Regions from separate parts of the Mus musculus genome. Here all the other regions are linked to region 1. A link is a contact called in public Hi-C and targeted proximity ligation data. All regions are on one chromosome and are shown on one strand. The core of a region is the stretch at or near the end of the contact, and the rest is flanking DNA. Distances in the headings are between cores, read along the strand shown. Region 1 holds the start of Psat1 (phosphoserine aminotransferase 1). Region 2 overlaps Cep78 (centrosomal protein 78). Region 3 has its middle 55 kb from the start of Psat1.

Region 1 (4,037 bases), core at 449-2,948:
AGAGATGGCTCAGCTGGGACAAGCACAGACTGCTCTTCCAGGAGTTGCAGTTGGAGCTCCAGAGCCCACATCAGCTAGCTCACAACCACCTCTAAGTCACTTCCTCAGGCACTTGACCCATGCGCGTACACACACCCACACACAGACACACCCATACATGAATTTTGAAAGCTTCGAAACTAAATCAAGAAGGCTTACTACATTGAAGTTAATCGCACATGCCTGTAATTCCTACATGCTGACTATTTTTGTCAACTTGACACTGTGGGCGGTGCCACCCCCGGGCTGGTGATCCTGAGTGCTATAAAGACTGAGAAAGCCACGGAGAGCAGGCCAGAAAGCAGCGCCCCTCCATGGCCTCTGCGTCAGCTCCTGCCTCCAGGTCCCTGTCCTCATTGCTTTTGATAATGAACTGTTATAGGGAACTGTGAGTGAAATAAACCCTTCCTTCCACTAGTTGCTTTTGGCCACAGTGTTTCATCACAGCAATAGTAACCCTAAGTAAGACACTGCTCTCTTGGGAGGTGGAGGCAGGAATAGTTCAAAACCAGCGTGCGGTACAAAGTAAATTCTAGGCTAGCCTGTACTGAGAGACACTGCCTTACCTAACCTGGCAAAAACAAAACAAAACAAACAAACAAACAAACAAACAAAAAACCCAGAGCTTTCCAAAACAGAGAGGGATGGGGGTGGGGGAGATCTCCCAGAAGGTCCCACAGTTCTACCAAAGACCGTCATGTAAGATGAACTGCAATGGCTGCAGAAAAAGCCCTGTTCTCAGCTTGTGTCGCTGTCCCTACAAAAGAAAGGCGTCTTTCCCTCTCTCACACTATCCTGTTTCTACCCCAACAGAGACCGTGGTGTCCCGGGGAGATCGCCAGGGTTCAACAAAAGATAATTGTACAATTCTTGGCCATGCCTGCGAGCTGTGGCAAGCGGTTACCAGATAGCAGCTTGGACAGCTGGTCCATGGGCTCCCGGCCACGAGAGGCATCTCATTCCGCACAGCTGGGGTGCGGGAGGAACCCGTGCAGGATGGGACGGGATGACACACCGATCAAGTGAATGGAACTTGGCCAAACAGACCAAAGCCTTTCAGAGTCTGAGGAGACAGGCAGGTTTCCAGGAGAAAGGCTTAAGGGCTGGGTGGGTTCGGTGGAGGCGAAGAGGGAGAAGCCGGCAGCTTTCAATTTCCGAGTTCTGAGGACTATGCTCCCAGCGCCCGGAGCTTAGCCTGCGCTCCCCGGAAGGAAACGTGCCGCCCCGACCGCCCATTCATTCACACTCCTACGCTCGCCTGTGCACGCGGGAGCCGCAGAGGCCACGCCACCAGGAGGCCGGCTGGAAGTGAACGCCCGCGTCTGTGCACAGGAGCGCATTTCGGCCTCAGCAACTATCTCTCCACGGCGGCATCCCTGCTCACCGCTGTCTGTATCTCAACACCCGCATCCCGACGCCCCACATCCCGATGCCCGCACTCCGACCAAACCCCAGCCACCTTACCGAGTGTGGCAGCTTGGCAGGCCCGGGCCCAAAGTTAACCACTTGCTTGGTGGCTTCCATGGTGCTAAGGCGACAGCAGGGGAAGTGGCAGGAGCAGAGACCACGCGAACAGCCCGCGTCTCCGGATGCAAAGGCAGAGCGGGCTTCAGCCTGCTGAGTCGGCGCTCCATTGGTTCGCTGTCTCAGGCCGCTCACTGATTGGCTCTCGCTCAGAAGCTCCCCTCCCTATTGGCCACGCTCACTATCGGAGTCTACGATCAATCAACTCCTCCTGGAGTTTAGAATTTCAATCGGCTTTAGCGGTCAACGCAAGAGAGCAGGGGATTGCACCAGCCACCCGCGTGGCGAGGTGCCTTCTGCCTTCGCGCACCTCTGGGCGCAGAGTCCCCTGCCCTGGCCTCTGAACAACTTCGAGGTGGCGCGCAAACCCATTGCTCCTGGCCCACCTCCAGCTGAGCTGGGCTATGCTGCATTTGTCCCAGAGCCAGTCCCCACTGTTCACCGGACTTTCCTAAGACCCTCACAGACACTCCGACGTAGAGACAGGACACTCAAAGAAGGAGGTGCAGCGTGTAGAAATGGTTGAAGAGTGCGGTCATAGGATTGTGACCTGGTGCACCTGATAATCCCAGCAGGGTAAATCAGGAGGATAGCTACGTGGAGGCCAGCCACACTACGTGGAGGGTCCCTGTCTCAAAAATCACATACGAAGCCTTTGTATTTGCACTTGCGCTCTAGCTCACTGCCCCACGGGTGGCTACGAACTTTGGGGGCAGCCCCACCCCACCCCTACCGCCACCCCCACCCTCATCGCGGACAGCCTCTTTCAAGTCGCTGAGTCTCTGTTCTCTCATTATCTCTTTCATGAACTGAGGAGCAGGAACCTGAATGTTGGCTCTTGTGCAGGAGGTCCTCAAGTTGTGAGGAGGTATTAACGGGAGCACAATATAGTCAGGGCCGGAGGAATGTGGCCCTGAGCCGAGCTGGGCACAGTGCCACATCTGTTCAAACTTTTCCACACAAGTTCCCTTTTCAAAGGAGTTGTGCTGGAGGCTCGCTTGAGATTCTGGAACAAGAAGGCCCCTTCTATGCTAGGGTAGTTCTTTTGAAGTCCAGAACATTTTAAAAGCATTTTTCCCTCTACTTTGCAGTTTCACCCAGATTCCTTTACTATGAAAACATTTTCCCAAGTTCTTTTGTACAATGGATGGCAGGAATAGGCACCGTGCCTACTGAGCGTTAATGCTGATCTCCGCATCTGTGGCCTCAGTTTGACAGGCGTGCAATTCAGCCTTTGAGCATTTGGGCTCTTGTTTGTTTCCCATAACCTGTAGAAGGGGTGTGGCTGTGAACAGAAACACTGCTTTGAGTCTGGGAGTAGTAGAGCAAAATTGTTAGAAAAGGCCGAATAAAGCCAGGTCCACGGCCTTCTTCAGCACCTTAGTTTAAAAACTTACATAGCTGGAGATAGGCGGTGTCTTACTGGGGAGGTAGAAGTAGAGGTAAGCCTTAAGTTCAAGGCCAGCCTGATCTACAGAGCAAATTCCAGGACAGCCAGGACTATACAAAGGAACTTGGTAAACTTTATTCACCTGATTTAACTGTTGTCTGGAGCTTAACTTAGGCCTAGTCCTGGAAGCTTCTGGCCTCTGTATAATCTAATCTAGACCCATAAAATTTTCAGCCTCTGAGATTTACTGCTCAATACGCTCACATTTTCTGGCTCTTTCCAAATTCTTGTTGGCTGGTTCAACTCCGCTGTTCTGGCTCAAAACTCCTCTTCAAGCCAGGTGATTCTATCTTGTTTCTTTCTCAAGCTCTCCTGAAATTCTCTGCTTGGCCTCATACTAACTTGGCAACCTACTCTAATCTCCTGGCTCCTCGTTCCCTGGCTTGTTCTGTCTTTACCTGTATCTAGCTTGTTTTCTCTTCAACCTGTCACTGTACAACTGTCCCAATAAGACTGCCTCCTTTCTCTCTCCCTCCCAGTCCCTCTCCTCTCCTCTCCTCTCCTCTCCTCTCCTCTCCTCTCCTCTCCTCTCCTCTCCTCTCCTCTCCTCTCCTCTCCTCTCCTCTCTGCTCTCTTTAGTAGCTTTCTTTCCTCTCCTTGTAAGAGTTGAACATATGGAGCCGGGCGTGGTGGCGCACGCCTTTAATCCCAGCACTCGGGAGGCAGAGGCAGGCGGATTTCTGAGTTCAAGGCCAGCCTGGTCCACAAAGTGAGCTCCAGGACAGCCAGAGCTATAAAGAGAAACCCTGTCTCGAAAAACCAAAAAAAAAAAAAAAAAAAAAAAAAAAAAGAGTTGAACATATTCTCCTCTGTCAAATCTTTCTCTGATTCATCACTTTGTCTGCCACTCAGCACTTTCAAACATGGCTGCTTCCTTCTATAAACCAGCTTTTAGTTTTAATTTTACTTTACTTTTTGGTTTGCTAACTTTTAGTTTTAACTTTACTCCCTTCCTTGTTTTGGGATTAAAAGTGTATACTAAGGGATGAACCACACCACACTGGAAACAAGTTATTTCAGTAAA
Region 2 (3,886 bases), core at 238-2,737, 40 kb after region 1:
TCATTCGTGTGTCTGTGTGTGTGTGTGTGCGCGCGCGCATGTGTGTGCTCGTGAATGTGCATGCGGAGGCCAGAGGTTGATGTTGGGAACTGCCCTTCACTGTCCCACCTTTCCTTGTGGCAGGTCTCTTAATCAAATGCAGAGCTCACAAACATAGGTGATCCCGCTAGTCAGCTAGCTCTCCATCTCTGCATTCCGAGGCTGGAAGTACAGGCAAGTCATCACACATACCTTGCATTTATGCTGGTTCTGATCCAAACTACAGACCTACAGCTTTAATGACAAGTAGTTAAACACCGAGCTAACGCCCTAGCCCCTGGGTTTATATTTTAAAGGCTTCTGAACATTTACTTAAACACAGAATTTTAACTTAAAAGTTTAGTTTGGGACCACTGAGATAGCTAAGTTTAGCATTGAGTAGCTAAATTTCTAGCACTCACATAGCAGTTCACAACTGTTTCCAAGGGATCTGGTCACTCTTCTGGCCTTGCTGGGTACTAGACACACATGTGATACATGTCCTCAAAACATTCATATACATAAAATATATTTTTAAATGTTATATACCTAAGGAAAACAAAGATATAAAATATCTAAGTGTGTGTCAACAAAACCTCTCAACAAACTGCTTTAAAGTATTTCCTCAATGGAAAACTTTTACACTCAGACTGGATGTTTGAATATGCTTTGATCATATCAAACTCCTTTTCTCTTTAAAGACTGATCTAATGTAAATGAAGAAAATATCTAATTTAAAAATGCTTAAAAAAAAAAAACTTCTATGTGTGCATGTGGGGATGGATTTCTGAGAAGAGGGCGCTGGGTCCCCTGGACCTGGGGTCACAGGTGGTTGTGAGCCACGTGACAAGAGCAGGAGGAACTGAACTCAGTCCTCTGTGAAACCACCACCTGCTCTCAGCTGCTGAGGCCCTTTCCAGAGCCAGCCGTGACTAACAGTGCCTAGAACTAAAACAAAATGTTCATTACGTTTCATGGCATGCTGGCTGTGTGCGTGAGGCGCATGTGTGCCACAGTGCATACATGGAGGCCAGACCGCAGCTTCTCTTCCACCATGGGATATGGAGATCCTGGTGATGGAGTCCAGGTTATGAGGCTTGGCAGTGGGCACCTTCAACTCATGAGCCGTCTCACCAGCACATAAAATCCATTTATGGAAAGACCTTGCAAACTCCTGTGTTTATGATTCACATACTGATTTAACGCACCACAGCTTGAGAAAGGAGCCTATAGTGAGTCTTTCCCCTGCAAGCCAGTGAGCTTCCTGGACTCACTTATATGGCACAAATGAGGGGCTAATAAAGGGGGCATGGGTGACGCCAAAACAGTGTCATCGCTGCATGGTCCCACCCAATCATGGACAATCGCTTGACATCTCCATTTCTGACTGGCTCTCCACAGCACAGCCAAGTGCAATGACATGAAACAGCTTCTCCCCCTAGTGGAGGGAGTCAGACAATGTCAGATTTGTATCAAGTGTCTCCTCTCAACACTCTTCTTTTCATAGGGGCCTACTATGTAGCTCAGTCTGGACTCAAACTTTCCATCCTCCTGCCTCAGTCTTCTGGTTTAGAGGTATGTACCAAATGAACCTCTGTCTTAACAGCTTTCTGACACATGTCTAGGATTTGACACTGCTTCCAGTAACAAACCCAATGTACTGGATGGTTTTATGTCAACTTGACACAAGCTGGAGTCAGAAGAAGGAGCCTCAATTGAGGAGATGCCTCCATAAGATCCAGCTGTAAGGCATTTTCTCAATTAATGATCAATGTGGGAGTGTCCAGCCCATCATAGGTAGTGTCATCCCTGGGCTGGTAGTCCTGGGTTCTATAAGAAAGTAGGCTGAGCAAGTCATGTAAAGCAAGCCAGTAAGCAGCACCCCTCCATGGCTTCTGCATCAACTGCTGCCTCCAGGTTTCTGCCCTGCCTGAGTTCCTTTGGTGGTGAACAGCAATATGGAAATGTAAGCTGACTAAAACCTTTCCTCCCAACTTACTATTTGGTCATAGTGTTTTGTGGCAACAACGGAAACCAAACTAAGCCAGCCTATCACTCTGAAACGTCACATCTACTACGATTCATTTCCCCATGGAAACTGTGGGATGTGTGAAGAAGAGAAACATCTTTTATGAAGCATTTATTCTGCCACTTCCTATGCCTAGCACAAAGAAAGCAGGCAGTAAAGAATGAAGGGAGAAGCCCTGGCCGCGTAAGACGTGTCTACGAAGATGGTTTTCTTCAAAGGAACAAGTGGAGAAGCTTGCCCTCATTTTCTATTCTCCATTTCTTTGCTTAATAGTAGTTAAATTTTGGTTTTTGATTTTTTTTTTCCCCTCTAAAAACTGAAAATTCTCTAAGGGCAAAGTCTTGACCCATTAACCAGCAAATTCTGTAACTCTGGGTCCTGATTTCCTTATCGACTGAATCCACACAGTGACTAAGTGAATGAGCACATATACAAACTCACAAGAGTGCATGAACTCACAACTGCTCAGTGCAAAATGAATGAACATGTGAATTCAACTACATAGACAGGCTGATGATCAAACAGTCTGTTCCCACATGCACACTCAGCACTCTAGGGCAGCCACGGCCTGAGGCTGGCTTTTTGCCACAGAATACTGATATGCCAGAATATGCACAGAATGAAGTCCTCAGAGGATACTCACATAATGACCACCTAAGACTACAACTCACCACCTCAGAGCCTCAGGAAGCAATTCCTGGCGTGTCCCATTTCCAATTGCACAGAGGAGCACAAGTTAGGCTCCCTCCAAGCTGCAGGCTACCCCAGCACTAATTCTAAGTGATGGTTTCCCATGTTGTACTGAATCAGTTACACTTCTTCCCGCTCACCTTCATTTGCTTACGTGAGGGTCCCTTCTACTGTCTTTACTGTGGGCTTACACATTTTAGCTGATTCTCAAGTGAATATACACTACCAGGGTCCTCAATACACCTGGAGCAAGAAGCTCTCTAGTTGCAATTCCTAGCCTTGGTCTTCCTCAGTGACTAGACTATTTTGATGTATTGTCTCTGGGCTCGGTCACAGACCAGTGATAGCAAGCTTGCCCATCATGGATACAGTGTAGTCGCTAGCATTCAAACAACCAGAAGGAAAACAACGCAGAACAACCCCATCAAGCCGACCAAGCTCTCTCTCAGACTCCTGGAGAAGGAAACCAATCCAAGGCCCTGAAAACATGCTCAGAGCTGGAGAGATGGCTCAGTAGTAAAGAGCACTGACTGCTCTGCCAGAGGTCCTGAGTTCAATTCCCAGCAACCACATGGTGGCTCACAACCATCTGTAATGGGGTCTGATGCTCTTTTCTGGTGTGTCTGAAGACAGTAACAGTGTACTCACATACATAAAAATAAATAAATAAATAAATAAATAAATAAATAAATCAAAAGAAAGAGAGAGAGAGAGAGAGAGAGAGAGAGAGAGAGAGAGAGAAAGAAAGAGAAAAGACTGCTCATGGCTCAATGCTCCCCTACATCCCAGCAATAAAACACTCGGGCTCTCTACAGACAAGATGAAAAGTGTTCCCATGTGGTCCACACAGGTTCTCTCCTAAGAGATTATAATTTTGTAAGTGATTACTTCAAGAATTCTCTCTATAAATATCGTGAATTTTAATAATAATAAAAAAAAAGCAGCTGTGGCATTTATCTTCAGGGGATGTGTAATGCTTGCAACTGAACCTAAGGCCTTATATGCTGGCCAGGAAACTGGTTTGCCATTAAAGCTGTATCCCGTAGCTGTCTTTAAATAAAATAAATAAAATAGGTAGCTGCCCTTCAAACATTAATGACATTTTGAGAAGGCGCCATCTGGGAACTAGAAATCTGGGCCCTAACCACA
Region 3 (4,241 bases), core at 279-2,778, 56 kb before region 1:
CAAATACCTCCAGGCTTGGGCAAAGCAGGAGCAAAGTGTTTGTCACATGACATTTTATCTTCAGTTGAGCAAGAGAATCACTCCAACTCCACGATGAAGTGTGAGGGCCCTCCAGTGTGTTCGGGGAGTCAGATCTCTTTCTTTTACATGTTTCTCTACTGTCCATTAAATGGGGGCAAGAGGACCAGCTTAAGGTTGCAAACAAATGAAAAAGTACAAGGAAGTAAGCCCAAGAAATAGTCTCTCCATGCTTGCCTCTGCAAATGTAAGTTAGCTAAAGACGAACTGCTCTACGATTAATATGGACTGCATTCGGAATGTTAGCAGGCAAGGGGTTTACTCCTGATCGGGGCCAGTGTTATCATACTTGAGACAAGCAGAGTGTCTAGAGCACAACATTTAAGGAAGCATGGGTTTGCAGGGTCTTACTCTCAGAGATGACAGCAGAACAGCCTGCAAGGGAATACTCCTCCTTAAATTTTGGGTCTCAGCCACGCTGCCTGCTTCACTCTAGTCTAGTCCTTGGCTCTTCCTGGCCCAGTCAAATTTCATTCCACCTCAAACTCAGACACAATTTGCCACATACATGATTTAGAATTCTTGGTCATTTCAAAGATACATTTCACTGGGTATTCATAACAGCCTCTGTGGCACATCAGACTACACTCCCCATTCTACAGAGAACAGGGAAGGTCAGGAGTCTTGTCCAAGGTAGCATTTTGGGGCCATGGCAGGCAAGCTCCACCCACGCCAGTCACCCAAAGACTGCTTCCAAAAGTATTTGGTGTTGTGTTCGATTGCCTCGTGAATTCATTTCTGGAGTGAAACCAACTCAAAGTTTCATATGGCCCATCCAAAGGTGCTGTATCTCTTCATTTGCCCCCTCCAGATCCACAGAGTATAGAGAGGAAGAGTTTAGCCAAGGTTGCTGGCTGCTTAGAATAAATGCCTATGAATTCTCCACCCCCTGAAGCCTTCCACAAAGGCCACAAGCTCCCAGCTGCAACCCTGTGTGGATGGGCAGCCAGGAAAGGCACTTGCCTAGGAGGCCTTAAAATCAGTCACAGCTGGGATCCATACTGCCCTAGCTTTCTGTAGCTCTGGCTTTTCCCTGACTGAAGAACAAAAAATACCATCAGTTGTGGGCCCACTAGCTGGAACTCAGCCATGGGGCCTGATTAGAGTGTTAATTCACCCAGCCCATGAAGCACTCTGTATATTATCCAGCCAATGTTTCAGGGTACCACTAAATTTCATCAAAGTGAAAAAGCCTTCCCCACATCCTCTACAGATTTCTTGTTCTTGGTTCTCAAAGTGATACGTTTAAGAACTGAAAATAAAATGAACTCATTTGCAAATTGTGCTTTTGTGTTCGTGTGTGTGTGTGTGTGTGTGTGTGTGTGTGTGTGTGTGTGTGCAAGTGCAGATCTATATCACCCTTGTCAGAATTCATTGTTATGTGAGTTCTTTCCTGAAGCCTGGATCTAAGGCTCGGCTCGGTTGCATAAAGCTTTGCCTCCCTCTGCTGTCGAGAAGAAGAATCAAGTGTGGCAAACATAAACTCCGAATTGGAGAGACCATTGGAAGGAAACTGTACCTAGGGGTGTTTGTATACGCTGCATAAAGTGGCTGTAACAAGGGCCTAGCATCACAGTATTATCCACATAGCACTTGATTTACAACTTCTCAGGAAAAGTCAACTTCAAACCCAATAAGAACAGATTGGGACGGATTGCATGCTCACCTGCAGAGCAGAACAAAATCAATCAAGTGATTCTTTGGTCACTGGACTAAAAGATTCAAGATTGATTTTTTTCCCCTTTTAGTAAAATATGAAACTCCCTGGAAACTTTAAGTATTACTGGAGTCCTGTATCGTATGAGGATTCATGTGGCAAGAGCGTAGCAATTTGTCTAAAAAACTTTCCTTCGACAACTCTAGAGATGGCTGAATTTGCATGAGCTCATCGGGCAATGATTTTTGAAAGCATTAACCTCAGAAAGAAGGGAGGGTAGAGGTTTCCTGCTAAGTACCAGGGATCTCAATCATAAAATTAAATATTCCCTCGCAGACTTCGTGGTATGGTAATCAGCTATGACCTCTTGCAATAGTCGGTGATCTGCGGGGAATTCTGAATGTCTAAGGAGCTTGATTTTGTCCTCAATGTGCCACACATAATGGGAAGCTGCTTTACAGGAAGTTTCTCCTCCTGTGGAAGATGCCTGGACACTGCAGATATCAGCAAAGCCCAGCCAGGCCTATCTCACTTATAGGCTGAGTCCCTTGCATACGCAGTGGCGCCTCTTTAATGAATGTTTCTACTCTTGAACATACAGTCATCCTAGGTAAGCATTTTGTGTCCTCAGCCAAGGTCAAAGAAACAAACAGGGGTCCAGAGGTGTTTTAAGAGCAAGACCCATGCCTGCCAATCACAGCTGGCTTAACACTCTACTCTCGGCCTGTGGGAAGGGTGGCCTGAGAGCAATGCTTCTATGGAGCTGAGAATTGCCTGCAAAGCTCCCCCACACAACTCTAATACCCTTCCCAGAATTCAGACCTATTCCAAGCTCTAAGTTGTGTTTCTTCTAAATTTTCATTTTATGTATTTGAAGAAGGGGGCAGAGGCATGAGTGTGTCCCAGTACACACATGTGGAGGTCAGGAGACAGAAACAGGCTCTCTCCTTCCAGCCTGTGAGTAAAATGGATAGAAGTCAGGTAATCAAGCTTGGCTGTAGACAACTTTACCTGCTGAGCCATCTTGCTACCCCCCCCCCAGCAGTCCTCTTTTCAACAAATGATTTTTTTTTTCAGTACGTAGGACCGCATGCATGTGAGGCAAGCTAATTTTTGCCACTCAGCTACAACATCAGCCCTCTAAGTAATGTTTCTCACCTAAGACAAAGAGCAACACATTAGCCAAGAGGCAGCAGGGTAGACACAGATAGCACATTGGATGTTGTTGACCATAAGGTCTCTATCCCAGTGACTCAAATGGAGACAAGTCATCTTACCGGTGACTAGGAAACACTATGGTGTAACACTGTATTTATAAGCAGAGGTGACTGGCCGTTATTTGTGATTCCCTATCTCAGACCACTCAGAATGCCACTTAAAAAAAGACACGAATGCTTGTTGTCACCTTGTTGAGGTCGGGTCTCAAGCAGGTGATCTATGTGAGACTCTTCCAAACACCATGAAACCCCACTTCCAGCATGAAGCAATGTTAGACTTGCCCCTCCTTCCTCCCTCCTTCATTAGGGAATACTTTCAAAGTCAGATTCACACTTGTGTCCTCCTTCATCTACACCACTGAATGATGGAGGGGAAGGAGGACACTGGTGGGTCAGGCATAGGCAGAAGTGAAGCTATCAAGTCATCTCACTGGCTTTGGTAGCAGAATTCCAAAATAGCTCAAAGATGCTCCTTTCCAGTGTCATATACCATCTCCCAGTCATCCAATCACATGGGACTGACTGGATAAGATGGGCTCTTTAAACCTGGGTCTAGAGGTCAGAGACAGGCCAGGGAGAATCTAAGCATAAGAGAGATGGTGTAGGAATATCACCAGGCTGGCAGAAAAGAAGATACACTACATAGACACTGTGCCCCTGAATTTGGCTACCAGACTATTGAAACAGTGGTCTTCATGAACTTGGAATATCTCATGAAATCTCATGTTGGGAGAAGTAAAAGGCTGAAGCTTAGTATCAGCCAGAGTCTTCACTCTGTCTGACAGTTTATCAGACCACCACCCAGGAGCTAAGACAGGGACAAGTAAGTGATGGGCAGGATCACGCCTTGACCAGGACTGCCCGATCTCGACACTAGCAACTCCAGTAACTGGAAGAATCCATGGTTGGTTTCAAAGTTGTGGGGCCATGAGATACAGAATGTGCGGGGACTCTAGGAGCTGAGTACTCTCAACTGAAAACATTAAAGTAAGGGGTCCTTTCATTGCATCCATAAGGAGTGGGTTCTGCCAACAGTGGGTAAATGATGAGCTGACCAACTGGGTGGACACAGAGCTCCAGATGAGAGCCACAGCCTTAGGCCAACACCACACATGCACAGCAGGAAACATACCCATAGTGCACCCATTTTTTTAAGCTACAAAAATGTTGGGATAACAAATTAACATCTGGTCAACTGCTAAGTATGTGATGACATGGTACATAGAAGTAGAAAATGATGCAGACAGGCCTCTGGCTTTGATGTCTAGGTCACTACTGGGGAGGATGGA

What was found. Hi-C and Micro-C count contacts between places; a contact is called where the count stands out from the background.
Region 2: a Hi-C map of Th1 cells shows a contact between it and region 1, with 2.0 times the contacts expected there. A contact is called at or near these places in 54 of 484 Hi-C or Micro-C datasets (the AML12 cell line, the BV-2 cell line, the C10 cell line and 28 more), 16 of 130 datasets of targeted methods (the 230-238 cell line, CD8 T cells, the G1E-ER4 cell line and 7 more) and 3 of 9 other capture datasets (adipose tissue, liver and pancreatic islet).
Region 3: a targeted proximity ligation map of neural progenitor cells shows a contact between it and region 1, with 2.9 times the contacts expected there. A contact is called at or near these places in 4 of 484 Hi-C or Micro-C datasets (brain, forebrain, nephron progenitors and 1 more), 7 of 130 datasets of targeted methods (CD8 T cells, embryonic fibroblasts, embryonic stem cells and 2 more) and 3 of 9 other capture datasets (adipose tissue, liver and pancreatic islet).

Annotation. Positions count from the first base shown.
Region 1 is chr19:15,923,361-15,927,397 of GRCm38.p6, forward strand. Psat1 (phosphoserine aminotransferase 1) reads right to left here and starts at 1,699. Exons shown (of 9, transcript NM_177420.2): 1 at 1,504-1,699. The coding sequence starts at 1,563.
Region 2 is chr19:15,963,849-15,967,734 of GRCm38.p6, forward strand. The region is part of intron 11 of Cep78 (centrosomal protein 78); the gene reads right to left. Among named protein-coding and RNA genes, the nearest start is that of Cep78, 19 kb to the right of the region's middle.
Region 3 is chr19:15,867,998-15,872,238 of GRCm38.p6, forward strand. No RefSeq gene overlaps it. Among named protein-coding and RNA genes, the nearest start is that of Psat1, 55 kb to the right of the region's middle.